Linked DNA regions of Sus scrofa: region 1 is linked to region 2. The links are chromatin contacts, called in public HiChIP or PLAC-seq maps. All regions are on one chromosome and are shown on one strand. The core of a region is the stretch at or near the end of the contact, and the rest is flanking DNA. Distances in the headings are between cores, read along the strand shown.

The links. HiChIP or PLAC-seq counts read pairs in DNA pulled down with a chosen protein or histone mark.
Region 1: a contact with region 2 is called in an H3K27ac HiChIP or PLAC-seq map of alveolar macrophages. The contact joins the enhancer-like site here to the promoter of SPRED2 in region 2. A contact is called at or near these places in 4 of 47 Hi-C or Micro-C datasets (embryonic fibroblasts, heart right ventricle, skeletal muscle and 1 more) and 2 of 2 datasets of contacts at active chromatin or transcription factors (alveolar macrophages and skeletal muscle).

The regions. Positions count from the first base shown.
Region 1 is chr3:76,892,812-76,898,257 of Sscrofa11.1, forward strand. The region is part of intron 1 of CEP68 (centrosomal protein of 68 kDa); the gene reads right to left. Among named protein-coding and RNA genes, the nearest start is that of CEP68, 37 kb to the right of the region's middle. Within about 2 kb of position 3,065, at least 1 of the 83 cell types and tissues checked has an H3K27ac peak or open chromatin away from gene starts, as enhancers often do. A contact at or near this core is called in alveolar macrophages, where this site is marked.
Region 2 is chr3:76,525,493-76,531,046 of Sscrofa11.1, forward strand. SPRED2 (sprouty-related, EVH1 domain-containing protein 2) reads left to right here and starts at 2,154. Exons shown (of 7, transcript XM_021087442.1): 1 at 2,154-2,833. The coding sequence starts at 2,808.

The sequences.
Region 1 (5,446 bases), core at 1,815-4,314, 370 kb after region 2:
CACCCTATCAAGGGGATGACAGCCTGTACACATTGAGGAAAGTGACAGTAAGAATCCCAAAAAAGCAGCCCTCACACCAAAAATAAATAGTAAGCCCTCACGAAATACCCAGAGGTGCCCTCATATATAAATACCCCTACAAGACAACAGTAGTTTGTTTCCCTAAACTCAGAGAATAAGAAAAATACAAGCAAAAGGAAGAAGCTCAGGAACCATTCCCAGTTAAAATAGGAGACTCATCTGAAGGAGCAAACAATGAAACAGGCCTCTGGAGTCTCACAGATACCTAGTTCAAAAAGGAGACAGTAAAAATACTGAAGGAGTTAAGGGTGAATATGAAGGAACTGAGAGCAGATATGAACAGTAATACAGATTGCTTTAGGAAGGAACTAGAAAATATAAGGAGGAGCCAAGAAAAACTAGAAAATTCATTTGCAGAGATGTAAACTGAGCTAAAGGCACTCAAGAGCAGAATGAATAACGCAGAGGAACGAATTAGTAACTTGGAAGATAGAATGATGGAAATCACCCAATCGGGACAGCAGACAGAAAACCAAATGAAATAACATGAAAGCAATATAAGAGATCTATGGGATAATATAAAATAGGCCAATCTATGCATAATAGGGATTACAGAAGGAGAAGAAAAAGAAAAGGGGACTGAAAATATATTTGAAGAAGTTATGGCTGAAAACTTTCCAAATTTAAAGGAAACAAATATCAAGATACAGGAAGGCCTCAAACAAGTTGAACTCAAACAGGTCCACACTAAGTGATATTATAATAAAAATGGCAAAAGTTAAAGGTAAATAGAGGATTCTAAAGGCAGCAAGAGAAAAACTAAGAGTTAACTATAAGGGAACCCCCATAAGAATATCAGCTGATTTCTCTACAGAAACACTACAGGCCAGAAGAGAGTGGCAAGATATATTCGAAGTTCTAAAAGGGAAAAAAAATGCAGCCTAAAATAGTCTACCCAGCAAGAATATCATTTAAAATAGAAGAATATCATTTAAAGAATTTCTCCAACAAACAAAAACTGAAAGAGTACAGCAAAACTAAAGCCATTCTAAAAGAAATACTGCAAGAGCGCCTCTAAATAAAAAAGAAGAAAGAAGAAACAGGATGGAAGAAATCACAACTGGAAAGTAATAACTTAAATAAGCGAGTTTACAGATCTAAAAGGAAAACAAACAAAACCTATTGTAAAAGCAACAATAAATACAGGAACAGCAAAAGGATAAACAAGATAAACATGAAGATGTTAAAAAAGGATGTCAAAATCATAAAATACGGAAAAGGAAAGTAAGAAAATCTAGACTCTTTTTTTTTAGAATGTGTTTGAGCCTATATGACTATCAGGATAAAGCAAGTAGATATAGGAAGGGGTTAATATACTTGAAAAACAGGGCAACCACAAATCAAAACCAAACAATACAGTCACAAAAACTCAAAAGAAGAGAACACAGGCATAACATAAAAGGAAAACATCCAACCAAAAAAAGAAAGGAACAAAGGAAAAACATAGAATCAACCAGAAAAGGTTTAAAATGGTGATAAATACATGTTTATCACTTATCATCTTAAGTGTCAATGGACTGAATGCTCCAATCAAAACAGACGGACTGGCAGACTGGATTAAAAAAAACAAGAGCCTTCAATATGCTGCCTACAAGAGACTCACCTTAGGGCAAAGGACACAAATAAGTTGAAAGTGAGGGGATGGGAAAAGATATTTCATTCAAATGGAAAAGACAGGAAAGCAGAAGTTGCAATACTCACACAAAACAAAACAGACTTTAAAATGAAGGCCATAAGGCCATAAGGAACAAAAAGGACACTATTTAACAATTAAAGGATCCATTCGAGAAGAGGATATTACAATCACCAATATATATGCCCCTAATATAGGAGCACCCAGATACATACAACAAATACTAACAGACGTAAGTGGAGAAATTGATAGGAATACAATCATAGAAGACGACTTTAACACCCCACTCACATCAATGGACAGATCTTCCACACAGAAAATCAACAAGGCAACAGAGATCCTAAATGACACAATAGAAAAGTTAGACTTGATTGATATTTTCAGGACACTACATTCAAAAAAATTAGAATACACATTCTTTTCAAGTGCACATGGAACATTCTCAAGGACTGATCACATACTGGGCCACAAAACTAACCTCAACAAATTTAAGAGTATAGAAATTATTTCATGAGCCAGAAAGACAAAGACAAATACCATATGATATCACTTATAACTGGAATCTAATATCCAGCACAAATGAACATCTCCTCAGAAAAGAAAATCATGGACTTGGAGAAGAGACTTGTGGTTGCCTGATGGGAGAGGGAGGGAGTGGGAGGGATCGGGAGCTTGGGCTTATCAGACACAACCTAGAATAGATTTATAAGGAGATCCTGCTGAATAGCATTGAGAACTATGTCTAGATACTCATGTTGCAACAGAAGAAAGGGTGGGGGAAAAAAACTGTAACTGCAATGTATACATCTAAGGATGACCTGACCCCCTTGCTGTACAGTGGGAAAATAATAATAAAAAAAAAAAAAAAAGAAATTATTTCAAGTATCTTCTCTGGCCACAATGGGATGAAACGAGAAATCAACCATAGAAAAGATATGATAAAAAACTGACTACATGTAGATTAAACAACATGTTACTAAAAAGCAATGGGTCAACAAGGAAATCAAAAGGGAAATTAAAAAATACCACGAGACAAATGATAATGAAAACACAACCATTCAAAATCTATGAGATGTCACAAAAGCAGTTCATAGAGGGAAGTCCATAGCAATACATGCCTTCCTCAAAAAAGAAGAAAAATCTGAAATCAACAACTTAACCTACCACCTAAAAAATTAGAAAAAGAAGAGCAAACAAAACCTAAAGTTAGCAAAAGGAAAGAAATCATAAAAAACCAGAGAGGAAATCAATAGAGATTCAAAAAATAGAGAAGTTCCTGTTGTGGCTCAATGATAATGAACCCAACTAGTAACCACGAGGAGGCAGGCTGGATTCCGAGCCTCACTCAGTGGGTTAAGGTTCTGGGTGTGGCACAGGCTGCCTGCTGCAGCTCTGATTTGACCCCTAGCCTGGAAACTTCCATATGTGTGGCCCTAAAAACCAAAACCAAAACAAACAAAAAACCAATAATACCAAGAGGTGGTTCTTTTGAAGGGGTAAACTGAACTGACAAACCTCTCTCTGGCCAGACTCATCAAGAAGTGGAAAGAACTCAAACAAAAGAAATGAAAAAGAGAAATCTCAACAGATATTGCAGAAATACGAAAATAATAGTAATACTATGAACAATTATATGCCAACAAAATGGTCAACTTTCTAGAGACATACAGACTACCAAACTGAATCAAGAAGAAACAGGTTAACTGAACAGACTGATCCCTAGAATCAAATTGAATATGTAATAAAAACATTCCCTATAGACAAAGTCCAGGACCTGATGGCTTCATAGGCAAATTCTACCAAACATAAAAAGAACAACTTATACCCATCCTTCTTAAACTTTTCCAAAAGTCTGAAGAAGGAACACAGTCAAAGACATTCTGTGAAGCCACCATTACCCTAATACCAAAACCAGACAAAGATACTACCAAAGAAGAAAATTATAGGCCAGTATCTTTGATGAATATAGACACAGAAATTCTCAACAAATTTTTAGCCAACCAAATCCAACAACATATAAAAAATGATCATACACCACTACCAAGTGGGATTCATCCCAAGTTCACAAGGATGGTTAAACATACACAAATCTATCAACGTCATACATCACATTAACAAAAGAAAAGTCAAAAACTGCATGATCATCTCATTAGATGCAGAAAAAGCATTTGACAAAATCCAACATCCACTAGTGATAAAAACTCTTACCAAAGTAGGTACAGAAGGAACATACCTTCACATACTAAAAGCTATTTATGACAAACCCACAGCCAATATAGTACTCCACAGAGAGAAGCTGAAAGCCTTTCTGCTAAAATCTGGAACAAGACAAGAATGCCGACTCTCACCACTTTTATTCAACATAGTATTGGAAGTCCTAGCCACAGCAATCAGACAAAAGAAATAAAAGGTATCCAAATTGGAAGAGAAGAGGTAAAATTGTCACTCTATGCAGATGACATGATACTATATATAGAAAACCCTAAGGACTCCACACAAAAACTACTCGAACTGATCAATGAATTCAGCAAAGTAGCAGGATACAAGATTAACATTCAGAAATCGGTTGCATTTCTGTATACTAACAATGAAATATTAGAAAAGGAATATAAAAATACAGTGCCATTTAAAATCACACCTCCAAAAAATCAAATGCCCAGGAATTAACCCGATCAAGGAGGTGAAAGACTTAAATGCTGAAAACTATAAAACATTAATCAAGGAAATTAAAGAGGATTCAAAGAAATGGAAAGATATTCCATGCTCCTGGATTGGAAGAATATTGTTAAAATGGCCATACTATTCAAAGCAATCTACAGATTCAATGCAATCCCTATCAAATTACCATGACATTTTTCACAAAACTACAACAAACAATCCAAAAATTTATATGGAACCATAAAAGACCCAGAATTGCCAAAGCAATTCTGAGGAAGAAAAACTAAGCAGGAGGCACAACTCTCACAGACTTCAGACAATATCACAAAGCTACAGTCATCAAGATGGTGTGGCAGTGGTACAAAAACAGACATACAAGCCAATAAAACAGAATAGAGAACCCAGAAATAAACCAGACACCTGCTGTCAATTAATCTTCGAGAGGGTGTGGAGAAAAGGGAACCCTCTTACACTGCTGCTGGGAATGTAAACTGGTACAACTACTATGGAAAACAGTGTGGAAGTACCTCAGAAAACTAAATATAGAACTACCATATGATCCATCAGTCCCACTCCTGGGCACACATACCTTATAAAACTGATTTTTAAAGAAATTTCCTCTTTGCCTTTGCAGCTTGGAAGCTCAGAATCAAATCTGTAGTCCCATCCAAGTAAAATGTATAGCACAGGAAGTTCCCTTGTGGGAACTTGTAGGTTAAGTATTGGCATGGTCACTGCAGTGGCTCGGGTCACTGACGTAGCATGGGTTCGATCCCTAAGCAGGGGAACTTCCACATACTGTGGGCATGGCCAAAAGTAAATAAATAAAATGTATAGCACAGAGAGGCACTCATCTTTTGTATTAAACTCATCTTTGACTTCTCTTAATTTTCTTTTACCCTAACTCCCTCAATCACTTTAATTAAAATCCTGTTACATTGAACTATTTTGGAAAGATACCTCAAATCATTTTTTGGAACACAATAAAGGAACTGGTAAGAAGAAAATAAAAAGTAACAGGAAAAAAGGCTCCCAAATCCAAGACTTTATCCCAATACTAGAAGAATACAAAGC
Region 2 (5,554 bases), core at 904-3,403:
AAAGGTGAGAATTGGGTAGATGTTTTAGCCTTATGAGGATTTAGATAATGAAGTCTTGCTTTGTTTAGTGCTTTCTCATAGATTCTCAGTGGTCTCAAAAACTGAGAAGGACAATTGCGGCTTTGTTATCCCTATTTCTCAAAGAAACCAGAGGATCACTAAGCCTCATGCAGGGTCTCAGGGCTGCTAGGAGAAAACCAGAAACCAGGTGTGCCTCCCCTGTCTAGTCCTCTTTTTACCACCACACCAGCACTCATCATCAGAGGTGCGTGAACCCCAACCCATGTCCACAAAGATCATGATTGTGAAAAGCACAAAGCCTAGGGTTAACCACTAATTTTTCCTTGACTCAGAGTGAAACTCTTACTATCTTTGGCATACTTGTGGCTCTCCAAATGCACAGATATACCCTTTAGGTATACTATACTTGAGGCATATACTTAATCTTCTCAATTTTTTCAGTGGTTGCTATTACGTTAAAAATCTCTGTGTTGGAGTTCCCGTCGTGGCTCAGTGGTTAACGAATCCAACCAGGAACCATGAGGTTGGATTAGACCCCTAGCCTGGGAACCTCCATATGCTGCAAGAGCGGCCCCCCAAAAAAGGCAAAAAGACAAAAAAAAAAAAATCTCTGCGTATTGTCTCGGCACATTCAGGAGGATAGAAAAGTCTACTGTGTTTGGAGAACTGGAAAGGGCAGGGACTGTATCTCTTGCTCCCTAGTAAGACCCCAGAAGTAAATATCCAATGGCTATGGAATTTGTGGGACCCATGGCAAGGAAAACAATGTGGAGCTCCCTGTTCAAACACTATAAAGAATTTTAAGACTGCAACAGCAGAGCATCAAGCCAAGCAAAGATTCTGTGTGCAATTGTAAAGGTGGTCTGCCCATTGCCTAGACAGTGCTGTTTTAGAAAGCGGGAACCCACCCAGGCTCATGGTCCCAGGCCAAGGCAGGAAAATAATTTAAAGACAAAGGGGAGTGCATGGAGGGGAGACTCGAGGAGGTCTCCATCTTCCCATCTCACTGTGCCAAAGCCCATGTGGATGGTAACCTCTGGCCCAGGATCGGCGGCCTTCAAGGGCCTGGGTCAAGGACCATCCTCCACCAGCTTGAGAGAGATTTACTGAACAACTAAAAAACCATATTTGGATTTACTTTTTTTTTTTTTCCTTTTTTGTCTTTTTTTAGGGCCGCACCAGCGGCATATGGAGGTTCCCAAGCTAGGGATCTAATCAGAGCTGCTGCCGCGGCCTAAGCCAGAGCCACAGCAACGCGGGATCAGAGCCGCGTCTGCGACCTACACCACAGCTCACGGCAACGCCTGATCCTTAACCCACTAGAGCAAGGCCAGGGATCGAACCACAACCTCATGGTTCCTAGTCGGATTCGTTTCCGCTGGGCCACGATGGGAACTCCTGGGTTTACCTTTTTTTTTTTTATCGTGCTCGGGGCATATGGAAATTCGTGGACCAGGGATCCATCCCGCATCACAGCAGTGACCTGAGCAGCTACAGTAGCAATGCAGGATCCTTAACCCGCTGAGCCACAAGGGAACTCCTGGGTTTACGTTTTAACCTGGGAAAATCCATCATTTCTACTGGAATGCAAGTTTCTGGGCTTGTTGGATTTACCTTTTTTTATAAAATGCACAAAATAATGTTTCCTTTAGAATGCCCGTTCCCCTACCAAGAAAAAAAAATCACAAGATTTCATGTGTAACTGAAAAGCCTCTGCCATACAGAATCTTGGCAGAGGCACCTGTACCGCCTCCACCCTCCGGCCCCACGGTGGCGGGTAATTGGTCTTCTGAGCCGGAGCACCCCACCAGTCCCCTCCAGAGCTCTACGTCTACCCCCCTCCTCTCCTCACCCTCTGAATTTTAATCCAGGCGTTTGGAAGGAGGGAGGGAGCCAAACGGGAGCCAGATGTGTGCGAGTCCCCGGCTGCCGCCTCCTCCCTCCTCTCGGGCATTTTAAAACCCGGAGCCTAACTAAGGAGGATCCGGAGTCAGACGCGGCGCAAACAACTCCGCTCCCGGGCTCCTCCGGGAGTGGAAGCCAGGAGGGAGGGGGAAAGGAAGCCGAGCATGCTCAATAGGCGAGACAAAGTTTTTTTTTTTCTCCTTTTTTTTTTTTTTTTTTTTTTTTTTTTTTTTCGGTCGCAAGTAGGAAGCTTTTTGCACTCCACCACCTCTGGCGGCTGGGAAGACGTCATCGCTTCCGCCCTACTTCCTCCTCCTGTTGGCGGCGGTGAGAATCCAATATGGAGTAAATCGGTGGAGTCGAGAGATGGGGCTCGGACGGGGCGCCCTGCACCGCCTCCCAGGCGCACCTCCCCCGGCCTCCGACCGCTCCCCGGAACCGTGATTGGCCCAGCCCCCCGGGGGCGACCCAAGGCTGAGCCCCCACCGGCTGCTGGCCCTCTCCCGCTCTCCGCAGTCCCCGCCGCTCCACGGAGAGCTTGTTTTTCTCCTCCTCTCCCCCACCGCCGTCCCCTGCCCAAATCATTCCCCTCTGCCCGCTTCCGAACCCCGAGCCCCCGCCCGCCTCGACCCTCGGCGCTGCGGCGCTCGCTCCCCCCGACCCAAGCTTGCCTGTGCACCCCTTCCTCCAGACCTCACCCCGCGCTCCGGTCACCCAGCTTCCCCTTCTGCCTTCTGCGGCGCCCCCTTCATCTTTAGCACCCCCCCCGCCCCCACCAAATCAGGCGATCTCCGGAGATGTGAAGAAGGGGGGTGAGCGGACAGGAAGATGAAGGGAGCAAAGCTGCTCGCCGCGGGACAGGCGTCTAGGTGAACAGGAAAATGACCGAAGAAACACACCCGGACGAGTAAGTTTGGCCGCGGGGTGGAACGAGGGTGTCCCGCGGGGGCAGCGTGGAGTCCGGGGCTGAGGACGCGGGCGGGGACGCTGGTTGGGTGAACTTGGCGTGGGGTGCAGCGAATAGCTGGTCTGTGGGTTTAGGATGCGAGATTTGACCCCTTGTTGTTGAAGTGAGGAGGGGGCAAAAGCTGCTGCGGGCCGTTGGGGGCGCGCCTTGAGTCGGCGGGCTGGTGGCCGCTGCGGGGGCCAAGGGCGCGCGGGTGACCTCGGGGCTGTCCCCGCTCCCTCTCCGGGGACTCACAAACACCCCTCCCCCCGAGATCCTCGGCGGCGGGAGCGGAAGACCTGACACCCCCGCTCCGGCTCCCCGGCGTCGGTGGGTTTTAACACAGTGACTTTGTGACTCTCCCGCCCCGCTGCTCGCCCGACGCTCCTTTTGGGAGCCCTCTGGGGCCCAGGCTCCGCCATTTCGTTTTCTTGAATCGCTCTCATTTGCATACCACATTTTCATTCATAAAAAAACACGGCGGAGCGGAGAGAGGACTGGGCGCGGGCTGCGCGGGGGTCTGCGTGCGCCTGTGTCCCCGCGAGGGCCGGCGTGCAGGAGCTGCCCAGGGGTCTCGCAGCGCTTGTGAGTGAATTTGCACGCGCTGCCGGGCCCGGGACTGGCGCCCCCCGCGGGGTCTCTGCTGCTCCTGGGGGAGGATCCGAGGGTGTGCGGCGGGAGCGTGCGGGGCAGCGGGCGGGCGTGTGTATGTGTGTGTATATATGTGTGTGTGCGCGTGCACAAGCGTGCGTGCCCGGCCCGCGGGCCCGAGGGGAACAATGCTCTGGGCGCTTCGTAGTGGGGGCTCCCGGGCGGATTCACCGCCCACCGCGGGACCGGTGTCTTTCTCCAGCGCCCTGCCAAGGTGCACCTCCCTCCCGCCCTCCAGTCACGGAGTCGGGTTTGGCTTTCTTCCATCCGCGCCCGAGGCGTTTCCGATCGCGGGTACAACGGAGGGAGGGACGCCGGGCCCTTGCCTGAGGTCATCCGATCCGGGTCCGAGCGGTCACCACACCGCCACGGCCGCCGCTGCTCAGTGGCAGTGCCCGCCACCAGCCACTTTTTTTTTTTTTTTTTTTTTTTTTTTTTGTGAATAAGACGCTCTCCTTTATTGTCACATGATATCCCTCCCCTCCTCCCCTGCACATTCATAAATCCGGAGCTTGCCTCGGCTCCTTTCATTCAGAGCTGCCATTAGCCAAGGTAGTGGCGGCGCCGGCTGGGTTTCTTTGGCTTGGGCGCAGGGAACCGGTCGGCAGCCGTGGGGACTTGTCTGAAGCGAGGCCCAGCACGCGTCTGCGGGGGCGTGGGGGCTGTGGGTAGCCAGCGCCCGAGGCTGCAGGTCTTTTGCCCCCTCGAGCATTGAGACTCGGTGCGGAGAGGGGAAGTGACTCAGGGCTGGCCTGCAGAGAGGGCGTCTATTGCAGCAGGTGACAGAATGCTGTGCTCTAAGAATTTACTCACTTTTTTTTTTTAAGGCCCCTTTATCCTTTGGCATCCGCTGTTGTCAGGCTGGGAGAGAGGGGGTATTAGGAGGGTTGGTGTTTGGAGAAGGAAAGTTCCTTTCTGTGGGTCCCCAGGGAGCTTTGATTGGAGTAACTAACCCCTGGTCCAATAAGTAGTGACACCCTTCCCATATGCAGCTGGAGAGAGAATCCCACCTGGTGTGCTTGTCAGGGCTGTCCCAACACCTGCTGGCCTTTCTGTTACACCTTTTGCTTTGCACTTATAGACTGTATCTTGAAAAGGGAAAATGAAAAATGTTGCCCTTCTAGGGCTGAAATATATGGGTTGGGAGGAATATGCTGCCAGGCCTTGTAATCTTTCAGACTTGCCTAATCAACAGGTCTTTGTCTCTGCACATGCCAATAGCAGTAGTAGCAAGGAGGGATGGTTGCCATGCTCTAGGCTTGTTGGAGATAGGTTTGCCACCCTAGATTGGGTTCCTTGGCTCCATCCCTTGCGGATCCTGGCCTGTCAGCATTGGATTCCATCTGGTATCCAAAGCAAAAGGATTTCAGATGGGATCACCAACAAGAAAGAAATCTCTCTCTTCTGAGCTTTCAGAGCCATTCAGTATGGAACTGGCTGCCCCCACTGCTGTCAGAAGTCCAGTTGAAACAGTGAATATTTGAGGGCAGGTTCTGGTTTCAGTTAGAAAATCAGAAAGCTGCGGTGCCTTAGCCCACTGCAGAACTAGCCTTCTTGAGATTACAGTTAATGTAATGACCTTGTCATGACACAAGAAATGCCTGGTAAGAATACAGGCTGCATGGCTTATACACTGCCATTTGTAGACACTGTACATTATATTGTTCACCGTTCTTATGTAATGACCCATCTGAAAAATTCCTTTTAAATGCTGGTGCCAGGAAGGTTTCACTCTGACTTAAAAAGCTTGCAGTGATTGCTTTTGTATTGTTTTTTTTTTTTAATTTTTTTTAATTAAAAAATTTTTTTTTGCTATCACTGTGTGGGGGCTCAGGGCAAAAATTTTTGCTTGATTATGGTAGCCATATTAGCTTAGGTTTTTGCTGGATTTATTTCCCCCCCCTCTATATGCATTTTGATCCCCTGTTTTCTTTTCTAATGGATTTGTTTGAGGTCCTTCAGCTACCTTTTGGAAGTAGGCAAGGTGTGTTACTTCTAAGGAGGTGACATCAAACTGGAGACTTAAGGGAA